3 separate regions of the Mus musculus genome follow, and regions 2 and 3 are each linked to region 1. A link is a contact called in public Hi-C and HiChIP or PLAC-seq data. All regions are on one chromosome and are shown on one strand. The core of a region is the stretch at or near the end of the contact, and the rest is flanking DNA. Distances in the headings are between cores, read along the strand shown.

What was found. Hi-C and Micro-C count contacts between places; a contact is called where the count stands out from the background. HiChIP or PLAC-seq counts read pairs in DNA pulled down with a chosen protein or histone mark.
Region 2: a Hi-C map of embryonic fibroblasts shows a contact between it and region 1, with 3 times the contacts expected there. The contact joins the enhancer-like site here to the promoter of Tmem106c in region 1. A contact is called at or near these places in 8 of 39 promoter capture datasets (the 3T3-L1 cell line, cranial neural crest, frontonasal cranial neural crest and 4 more), 1 of 15 datasets of contacts at CTCF or cohesin (the NIH/3T3 cell line), 7 of 484 Hi-C or Micro-C datasets (the N1E-115 cell line, cerebral cortex, embryonic fibroblasts and 4 more), 2 of 115 datasets of contacts at active chromatin or transcription factors (bone marrow-derived macrophages and neural progenitor cells) and 2 of 9 other capture datasets (liver and pancreatic islet).
Region 3: a contact with region 1 is called in an H3K27ac HiChIP or PLAC-seq map of heart atrium, with 6 read pairs. The contact joins the enhancer-like site here to the promoter of Tmem106c in region 1. A contact is called at or near these places in 5 of 39 promoter capture datasets (the 3T3-L1 cell line, HPC-7-derived erythroid cells, frontonasal cranial neural crest and 2 more), 8 of 15 datasets of contacts at CTCF or cohesin (CD8 T cells, the G1E-ER4 cell line, the NIH/3T3 cell line and 4 more), 116 of 484 Hi-C or Micro-C datasets (8-cell embryo, the AML12 cell line, B cells and 66 more), 23 of 115 datasets of contacts at active chromatin or transcription factors (the 230-238 cell line, DN3 thymocytes, the SCID.adh cell line and 11 more) and 4 of 9 other capture datasets (adipose tissue, embryonic stem cells, liver and 1 more).

The regions. Positions count from the first base shown.
Region 1 is chr15:97,962,815-97,965,802 of GRCm38.p6, reverse strand. Tmem106c (transmembrane protein 106C) reads right to left here and starts at 1,574. Exons shown (of 8, transcript NM_001252153.1): 1 at 1,468-1,574; 2 at 773-963. The coding sequence starts at 953.
Region 2 is chr15:98,055,260-98,058,247 of GRCm38.p6, reverse strand. It overlaps Senp1 (SUMO1/sentrin specific peptidase 1), which reads left to right. Exons shown (of 18, transcript NM_144851.5): 12 at 1-52; 13 at 1,288-1,419. Among named protein-coding and RNA genes, the nearest start is that of Gm25668, 13 kb to the left of the region's middle. Within about 2 kb of position 1,392, at least 40 of the 459 cell types and tissues checked have an H3K27ac peak or open chromatin away from gene starts, as enhancers often do. A contact at or near this core is called in embryonic fibroblasts, where this site is marked.
Region 3 is chr15:97,877,419-97,880,406 of GRCm38.p6, reverse strand. All of the region lies in intron 3 of Vdr (vitamin D (1,25-dihydroxyvitamin D3) receptor), which reads left to right. Among named protein-coding and RNA genes, the nearest start is that of Gm52171, 2.8 kb to the left of the region's middle. Within about 2 kb of position 1,521, at least 14 of the 459 cell types and tissues checked have an H3K27ac peak or open chromatin away from gene starts, as enhancers often do. A contact at or near this core is called in the C2C12 cell line, the C3H10T1/2 cell line, the MNK3 cell line and 1 more, where this site is marked.

The DNA of each region.
Region 1 (2,988 bases), core at 325-2,824:
TCCTGAGCCGACTGTCACTCCCCACCCCCTGGTATTCTGCTGACCCCTGGCTACTGCTCATGGTGCCTTTGTTTGTAAAGGATCTGCTAGAATATCTCCTTCACAATGCTGTGGCCATCCTTATGAGCAAGAACGATAGAGAAACATCCTTGTCAACAGATCCCACAGCAGAGAAATAAACATTCCAAACCAGAGAGGGGCTGGGAACCCGGAGTGGCCTAGGAAGATGTCTCAGTGGATACAGACGGGATTAGGTCGGCCCACGGGGCGTGTCTGTGAGTGATTTTCTTAACTGGGTTTACTGAAATGTGAAGACCCTCCCTAAATGTGGGTGGCACCCATTTCATAGGCTGTATCTCTGAATGAATAGGGAAGGGGAAACCAGGTACGAGCACTCCTCGCTCGCTGTTTGCTGTGACTATAAGGTGACATAAGCGATTTCAAATTGCTGCTGTTGTATAACTTGTCCTCAGTGATGGAGCTGTGACCTGGAGCTGTGAATCAGAATAAACCTTCATCCCCTAAATTGCCATTGTCAGAGTATTTTATCAGAGCAACCAGAAAAGAAACTAAGGCATTAATAAAGGAGTAGAAATGAAGAAGAGAAAGGGTTCCGAGTGTAAGATTTAAAAAAAACAAAAAACAAAAAACCTGGAGTCTGTCCATTTATCAGGGCAGCGGAGCTGGCTACAATTCAGGGCGGGCTATGACTATGGAGGGCTGGCTGGAGCAGATGCCAGAGTGCTTTCCGTGTGATGGCCGATGGTCTCACCTGCTGGGATGTAGCCTGCTCCTTGGCAGGTGTGACAGGTGATGCTATTTCTCCCAGTGAACTCCACATAGGGGAACTGAGCGATGGCTTCCTCCTGATCTCTATCAGCCAGCAAGTCCTCCGGGTTGTCATCCTTCTTTCGCTGACAAAATGTGAGGGCAGAGGAGTGCTGAGACCCCATGTGTCATCTCCTATATGGGGAGGGGGGTGGTGAGCGCGTGTTAGTGTCCATGTGGGGCCGCTCTAGAGGTAAAAAAAAATCACTTCTGCATAAAGTGCAAAATACTGAGCAAGAGGCTGTTGTTCTAAGTGTGTGCCTGTGTGCGCAACACTGGCAGTTCCTACTGCGGCCTTCCTTTTGCAGCAGTGTCCCGTGTCGTGTCTGGCCTCCCCTCCCCCTGGAATAGGACGGCCCTCGCTGGATTAGGCTCTCTGCCCGGAAGACCCCATCTCCCCTCCTGCTCCCCCACCCCACCCCGCCGCTTCCTCCCCTCTGTTTGCAAACTCAAAAGGCAAACAGGCTGCACCTCGGGCACACAAACAACAGGCACCAGATTAATTAAAGGCCTCAGCGATCCCCATTCTCCTCCACTCCCAGCCGAGGAGGCGGGCTCAGGTCACGCCCCCGCACAAAAAAAGCCACGTTCCGAACGCGTTCAGGCCTCCGAGGCTCGGGAACGCGGGCGCCCCCGGACCTGTGGCGCACCAACTGCTGGCAGTTACTCCCGGGACCACTCCTCCCTCCACCTGCCCGCTCCAGCGAGTCCTCGGCGCGCCTCCGCCCGTGCGCACGCGCAGAACCGCAAGCCCGCCCGAGGACCCGGGCGAGCGCGAGCGCCTGCGCCTGCGCCCTGAGCTCCAGCGCGTCCCTCCTGCCGCGCAGCGGCAGCGCACCTACCCACCGGTAGGGGGCGACAGAGAACCGCGGAGGTGCTCGGAGACAGAACGTCGCTCCTCTATACCCCCAGATCTGAGCTTCCGGATCAGAGCGCTTCTGTGTGAGAGGAGGACGGCCAAAGCCATTCTCTCCGCACAGGGACACGGGGCATAAAGAAACCCAAAACCCAGAACCTGTACTAGGTCCCGGCAGAGGATCTGAATGCCTAAAGAGCTTATGGAGAACCACTGTGACAAGGGGCCTGATTGGAGGCAACTTCCATCGGAGTCCTGCTGGCTAGTCAAAAGAATGAAACCCAAAGCTAAGTTTTGCAAGGTGATCCTATTTCAGGACCACTATCCACAAAAAACGTGGGATGGGCATAAAGGGTTTGAGAGCTCCTCCGAAAGCTAAAGTGCCACAGAAGCGAAATGAAACTGGCGAAGAGGGCTAAAGAGCCCTGTGTGATGGTGCACGGGGCTTCCAGCATCTGAGAGACAGCAGGATCGCCACAAATTCAAATTAGCCTAGAACGTGAGTTTGAGGCCAGCCAGCAAAGTGAGACCCTGTTTTAAGAACAGCAAGAGAAGATTTATTTTATTTAAATGACGACCCTGTAGCCGTCTTCAGACACTCCAGAAGAGGGCATCAGATCTCATTACAGACGGTTGTGAGCCGCCATGTGGTTGCTTGGAATTGAACTGAGGACCTCTGGAAGAGCAGTTAATGATCTTAACAGCTGAGCCATCCCTCCAGCCCTACTTCTATGTCTCTTACTTAAATAAATCTGATGATATTGGGAGAAATAAAGGCTAAGCTAAAAACATATTGTTTGGTTGCAGTTAATGAACTCTGGTGATACTGTTCTGCCCAGTTTGGGGGAAGGTTGTAGATTTTTTTCTAGTAAAAATTCTGTGTCTCCTTAAAGTAGATAGAGACTCAGCTGATCCTCTCACTCTTCCTGTCTGGACTGTGAGCTTGGTATTAGAGATTAAAGTAGCTGTGTTGTGACCAAGAGGCCATGAGGAACTCTGGACAGAAGGATAAAAGAAATCAGGTCCCTGATAGAATTCTGATCTTCCTAGATTTCATGTTCTCACAGTGGGACACAATCCTAATAAATATAGACACAGCGCAAATAAAGAGGAAAGCTTGGTCTGTTAGTTGGTCTTGGTTTTGGAGTTTTTGTTTGGATGGTTTGATTTGGTTGTTTTTTGTTTATTTGTTTTTTTCATAATTTTTTGTATTATTTAAATGCACTTTATACATCAAACATATTAATATTATGGAGTATTTTGAGAATCAAATAATACATAAAATTTTGTTCAACTTTTATATT
Region 2 (2,988 bases), core at 143-2,642, 93 kb before region 1:
AAAAAGCCACCAGCTGACTGACAGTGAAGACGAATTTCCTGAAATTACAGAGGTAAAGAAGAGACTGAAAATGTCTGCAGTGGAGCTGGGTGTGATGGCGGGCACCTTCAACCCAGCACCCTGCAAGCAGAGGCAGGTACAGCTCTGCCTTTGAGGCCAGCCTGGTCAACACCAGTGTTCCAGACCAGTCAGAGCTACCAAGTGAAACCCTGCCTCAAAACAAAGTTAGCTGAGGGAAGTTTCAAATGTAAGTCAGTAGAGGACCTGACATTTAGATTAATTTAGCTATACTTTTCATTGTATTGGTATAATTATGTACCAGTGTTTATTTTTAAAGGTAATTAAAAGTTGTTCATATGGCTATGGTTGGGTTTTAGCAACTTCAGTGAGAAGGTATGTAGTAAATTTATATTTTATATTTGTTTTTAATACTTTTTTATTTCAAAAAAAATTTTTTTTGTTGTTAGGTTTGGCTTGGGAGATTGCATTCTGTTTTGATTGTAGTGAGGAGACTTGAGCCCACCATTTCCTATATGCTGACATAGGAGATAATTTGATAGTAAATTGTGAGCTGAGAAGTACTATTTCTTTTTTTTTGTTTTGACTTATTTTTTAATGAGCATACAAAGGAATAGATTTCATTATGACTTTTTTATTTATACTTTGTTTTTATAATGTTTCTTTTTAAGCAATAGTAATCCATTATGAAGAATTTGGGAAATACTTAGAAATCTATGTATGTTTTAAAACCTGTTCCTTAATTCATACCTCTTTGAAAAACGTTATTGGACCTGGGTGCAGCTTGGTGCTAGAGTGCTGGCTTCATGTGTGCAGGCTGTGGTCCTGGGTCCAACGCCAGCTGCTCGGGAGCCAGTGAGCAGCACAGACATGGCATAGCCCTACTAAGTTCCATTTTTACACCTTCAAAAGGACGCTGCCTTTACTCCAGGGTGCCTTTTGTAGCTTTTGTTTCTTGGGAGACCATAAGAACCAGAAACATAAAACATAAACCTCTGAAGGAGCTTGGAAGATTTGAGCAAAGGTTGCATCAGTCTTCAGGAAGTGATACAAAAACAAGGATCTGAATGTTGTGTAAAAGGAAAAGCAGGGCAAGGTGGGTGGGAGGTAACCTGGAAGACGACTGCAGGAAGAGAGACTGACCGGTGGCTACAAGTAAGCTGACAGCGGGGAACTAGTAGGCAGGTGACTCGTGCTGAACACAGCCAGGGCACTGATGAGAAACCAGTTTTTTCTGAAACTATTATGTTTGGTCTTTTGTTTTCTTAGGAAATGGAAAAAGAAATAAAGAATGTATTTCGTAACGGTAACCAGGATGAAGTCCTCAGTGAGGCATTCCGCTTGACCATTACACGCAAAGACATTCAGACTCTAAACCATCTAAACTGGCTCAATGATGAGGTAATCTTTTGCTCCCTTTGTATGCAAATAGCAAAAAGGGTGAGAAAACTAAAGGAAGGCGTTACCTCACTGTTCTGCAGATGAGGCTCATAGGCAGCCTCTGTAAACAGAATGGAGCAGAGGAGCTTTGGGGGGAGGTGGGAGGCAGTCGTCCCTCTATGCTGTGTGCTGTCGAGACTGCTGCTTCCATGCTCTCATGCTTCACCACGCTTAAGGCACCTGCTCTGCGGTTGGAATTTCTGAGCAGAGAGTTACTGTCAGAGCGTACTGCTGCGTGAGGGGACTCTTGGGTTTCTAGGCAGGGACCAGGTTTCCTTCCTTCTCATCTGCCTGCCTTAGGTTACTTACGTTGGGCATGGAAGCTTTCTGAAATAATGCTTATTTGAATGTGGTATTTTTAAAGCTGACATCGAGAAAATTAAATTGCTTTTATGTAGTTGATATGTAGCAAGGGGGAATGATTTCACCCCCCAATTTCAATTAAATATATTAATTATGCCATGATTTTTAAATTGATCTATCCTCATCCTAAACCTTAAAAAGGCTGTTTGAGCCAGGCGTGGTGGAGAATGCCTTTTTTCCCAGCACTTGGGAGGCAGAGCCAGGCGGATTTCTGAGTTCGAGGCCAGCCTGGTCTACAGAGTGAGTTCCAGGACAGCCAGGGCTACACAGAAAAACCCTGTCTCGAAAAACCAAAAAAAAAAAAAAAAAAAAAAAGGCTGTTTGATTTGAGAAGGCTTATTTTTCCTTTATTTATTGTGTGCATGTGACAACTTGAACATCTGAAAGGCAAACAAAGCATAGAAGACTAAGAAACTCCCAAGTTCATAGAGCAAATACAAAGCAGACCAGGGCAGTGGTGCTGACTGTAAGCCACTTGCCTCAGCCCCTCAGAACTGGGTCTATTATGGGACTAGATGTATAGCACTTAAGACCATCCAGATGCCCAAGACTCTGAGTTCCTCTGGACCAGCTGAGCTGCTCCATTGTCAGTAGCACTGGCCAGTTTATAAGACAGACTGTGCTTGCTGTTTTTTTCCTTAGAATGATAAGAAACACATGATTTGATGTCTCTGTTAGAAACCTCACTCACATCTTTTGACTCCTCGGATAATGGAACGCTGGATTAAATGACAGTAGAGAAGAGCTCACAAAATTAAAAGAGGAAAACAAAAACCAATAATGATCAAAAGTATCCTCCTATGCATTGTTTTTGATGTGTGATCATTCACCATTTCTCTTCCCCTGCCAACTGCTGGAGAGGAGAGTCAGTCATTCCACAAGGACCGCAGCCTTTGTTTGTTATAAGTTATGCAAAACCTAGGGGGCAGCAGTGAGTCGGACATAGGCTGAATTCTTGCCCTTCACTGTGGCAGATACCTCAGAGAGTCCGTACAGAGGCAGCATTTATCAGGACAGACTTTCCTTTGCTGCAACCCATTAGAGGCCAGACTGTGAGCATGCAGTTAGTGGGAACTCCGTGATTAGAGTAGATGCAGGGGAGGCAGGATTAGACTGTGAGCATGCAGTTAGTGGGAACTTCGTGATTAGAGCAGATGCAGGGGAGGC
Region 3 (2,988 bases), core at 272-2,771, 85 kb after region 1:
CATCCCGTCTGTGAACAGGCAAACTAGAGCAGGAGGCTCACGTGGCTGGATGCTTCCCCTTCACGTCCAACCCATCCAGCCAGGGACCACCAATCACCCAATCTTCCTCACTCACCCCAGAGGAGTCTTTCAGACAACCTCTGCCTCTCTCTGCTCTTGTGTTGGGAAGGCATGTGTTTGATGGTTGCTCCATTCTGGGCCGAGAGGTGATAGATTCATAATGGAGAGCCCCGAGTGTAAGACCAGAAGCTTTGGAGTCCTGCAGGTCTTCACTATACTAAGTTGTTGTCCTTGTTAACTATGGGGCATTAAGTCTTCATTATGCCTTCTGGCACTGCTGATAGAATCAAGACAGTAATTATTCCGCCAAATAACTATAGCACCAAACTATCACTAAGGGTGCTAGGGAGAAACGTCAGACGTTGGTAGGGAGGACTCTGGGGTAGAATAGCTGCTATGGACCTCTTGTAAAATCTCACGTTCTGAGATGCTTCTCTCTGTGTGTTTGCTGTGTTGACTTAGGTGTGTGTGTGATGGGTTAGCAGGGATCTCTGGCGGGGGTGGGAGGGCAGGAGAGGCTCAGGATAGAAATAATTAGACATCAGAAGAGAAATGAAGGCTGGGCCGATGGGCTCCGAGGGAACTTCCCTTCAGTCAAAGACTCTGGAACTGAACTGGACTGTGGTTACTGCCATGCCTGTAGCTCTAGACATCAGAAGAAACAGCACACAATGCCACAATGATCTGGGCCTCTGATGTCTGCTGAGTCCTTGGCTGGGCACCCAAAATGTGAGCGAGGGGCATGACGTCAGCTTCCAGGGTCTCGAGGAAACGGGTGAAACTGACAGTCTTCACTCTCCTTCACACTCCTGATCTACCCACGGGATAGATCTCTAGCCTGGGCATTTAAGGGTTCATGCCTTCCAGAAAGCAGTGCTGTGGTCTTGACCAGTGGTAACCTTCCTGAGAGTTCTGATAAGCATCTGCTGAGAGTCCATCAGTATTGCTGCAAATGGCCATGTCAGGTGGCTTTGCCCGAGTTTACTTGGCTATATTTGACAAAGAGAACTGGTCTATTTTGAAGTACACAACGCATTGTGTTCTCTCTCTCTCTCTCTCTCTCTCTCTCTCTCTCTCTCTCACACACACACACACACACACACACACACACACACTGTGAAGTGAGATAAATACAACAATCAACTTAGGTAATGTGTTCCTGATCTCACACACTCTCCCGTATCTAGGACTCCACACAGCTCCTGTGCCCTGCCCAGGCACTGAGATCTCTAAAACCTAGCCACAGTCAGAACCCAGAGGGCACTTGACACCATGTTGCTGGCAGAAGCCACCCACTTCTCAGCCTGAGGCCCTCGCCCCTGGCACTTTATGTTTTTGTGAACTTCTTGTCTCTCTTCTGTTTTGATGAATTGGTCTCTGGCATGAGAACTGGTCAGTGTCCTCTCTAACCCCTGGCTTTCTAGAAACTGCCTCTATATTTAGCCTGGTTGCACCACCCCCGGTCCCCTTCCTGAACTAGGGTATAATTGCCAGCCAGTTAGAGAATGACAGGGTTCAGATGCAGAAGCAGCAGAGGCACCGGGCTCCCGTGGAATGAGAAGGCTCTTGTTTCTCAAAACCAAACTAGCTCATAGGCAATTAGCTTCGGGAGGAAGGCAGGGTAGGGTGTGGATCTTTAGGACAAAGCACAGAGCCAGGGCTGGGTGGCCTGGCTGCCCTGACTCCTTGTGGGCCGAGGCTAGATGACAGCCACATGCCTAAGTGCCCTGAGAAAGTGGGAGGTCAGAGAATAAATTGGTCTCCAAGCCAGCATGGCCTGTGACCCAGAAAACCTCCGTATTAAAGAAGACACACCTAGAAGGCCAGCTCTGGACAGGGTCCTGGTTCTGAGCATGAGGCAGCCAGTGGACTCTCTGTGGCTCTAGAGCATGAGAGGAAAACGCCATCTTCCCAGACACCATTCTTTCCTCCTGCTCCGTATAAGAGGAACTCAGGAAGAGCTGGCTACCATACCTAAAAGTAATAATTATAATTTAAAAGCTTCATAAAGGCACAGGCCACTTCTTGTGTTTGGAAAATTATGACAACACTAAGGGACAGATGTGCTATGAGCGATTCTGTCGCATTCCTGCCTCTGAGACTTCCCTGTTACTATGGTCTATGGCCCCGGACCTTTCTCTCCGAAGCTGCTTCTGTCACAGCGACAGCACTTCAATGAGGATTGAGGCAAGACCACTGGTGCGTGAGGAAACACAGACAGGCCTGTGAAGGGCTCTGGATATTCTGCCTGGTGTCCAAGAAGCCCTCTGCACCACCATAGACCAAAGCTCGAGGTTTTGCCGTGCCACTTTGAAAGGCACACGTCGGAGTGTGTCTTGGCACACATGGTTTGGGAGGGTTCACAGCCAGGACTCTTAGCTAGACACCACAGTGGGTGGACTAAGACCTCAGACAAAATGCCTAGTTTGGGGAACAAAAAGGAAATGAGAATTTGCTCTGAATTAGAAACATCTGGTCTTCCAGGAGGTTTAGAGACTCGTGGGCATTTGTGGTAACAGGTGAAAGAAACCTCAAGAACCACATCGGGAAGCGGGGTGGGGGAGGCACATGGCTCCTGTCCTGGAATAGAGCAATGTGGTAGCTCTGACCTCATTCCTGGGTAACCCTGATGGTTCCCAAGTTTCTTCTTGTCCCCACCAAGGTGGACATTGGCATACCACTCAGTGTCTCCCCTAGCATTTACAAGGGGGGGGGCTAGACGTAAAGCTTCACCACCCCTAATAGCCTGGCCTTATCCACTTAGGTCACAACCCTAGCTCTGATGTTGCCCCCTTGGGTGTCGTCAGTGGATGGTACTAGAGCCAAAGTCCAAAGCCAGTAAAAGGTACTTCCTTCATTCTGGGCCCATTTGGTCTTGAGCCTTGCTCAAGGACCAGCTGACTGGGGCTTGAGTTGTTTGGTTGAGGG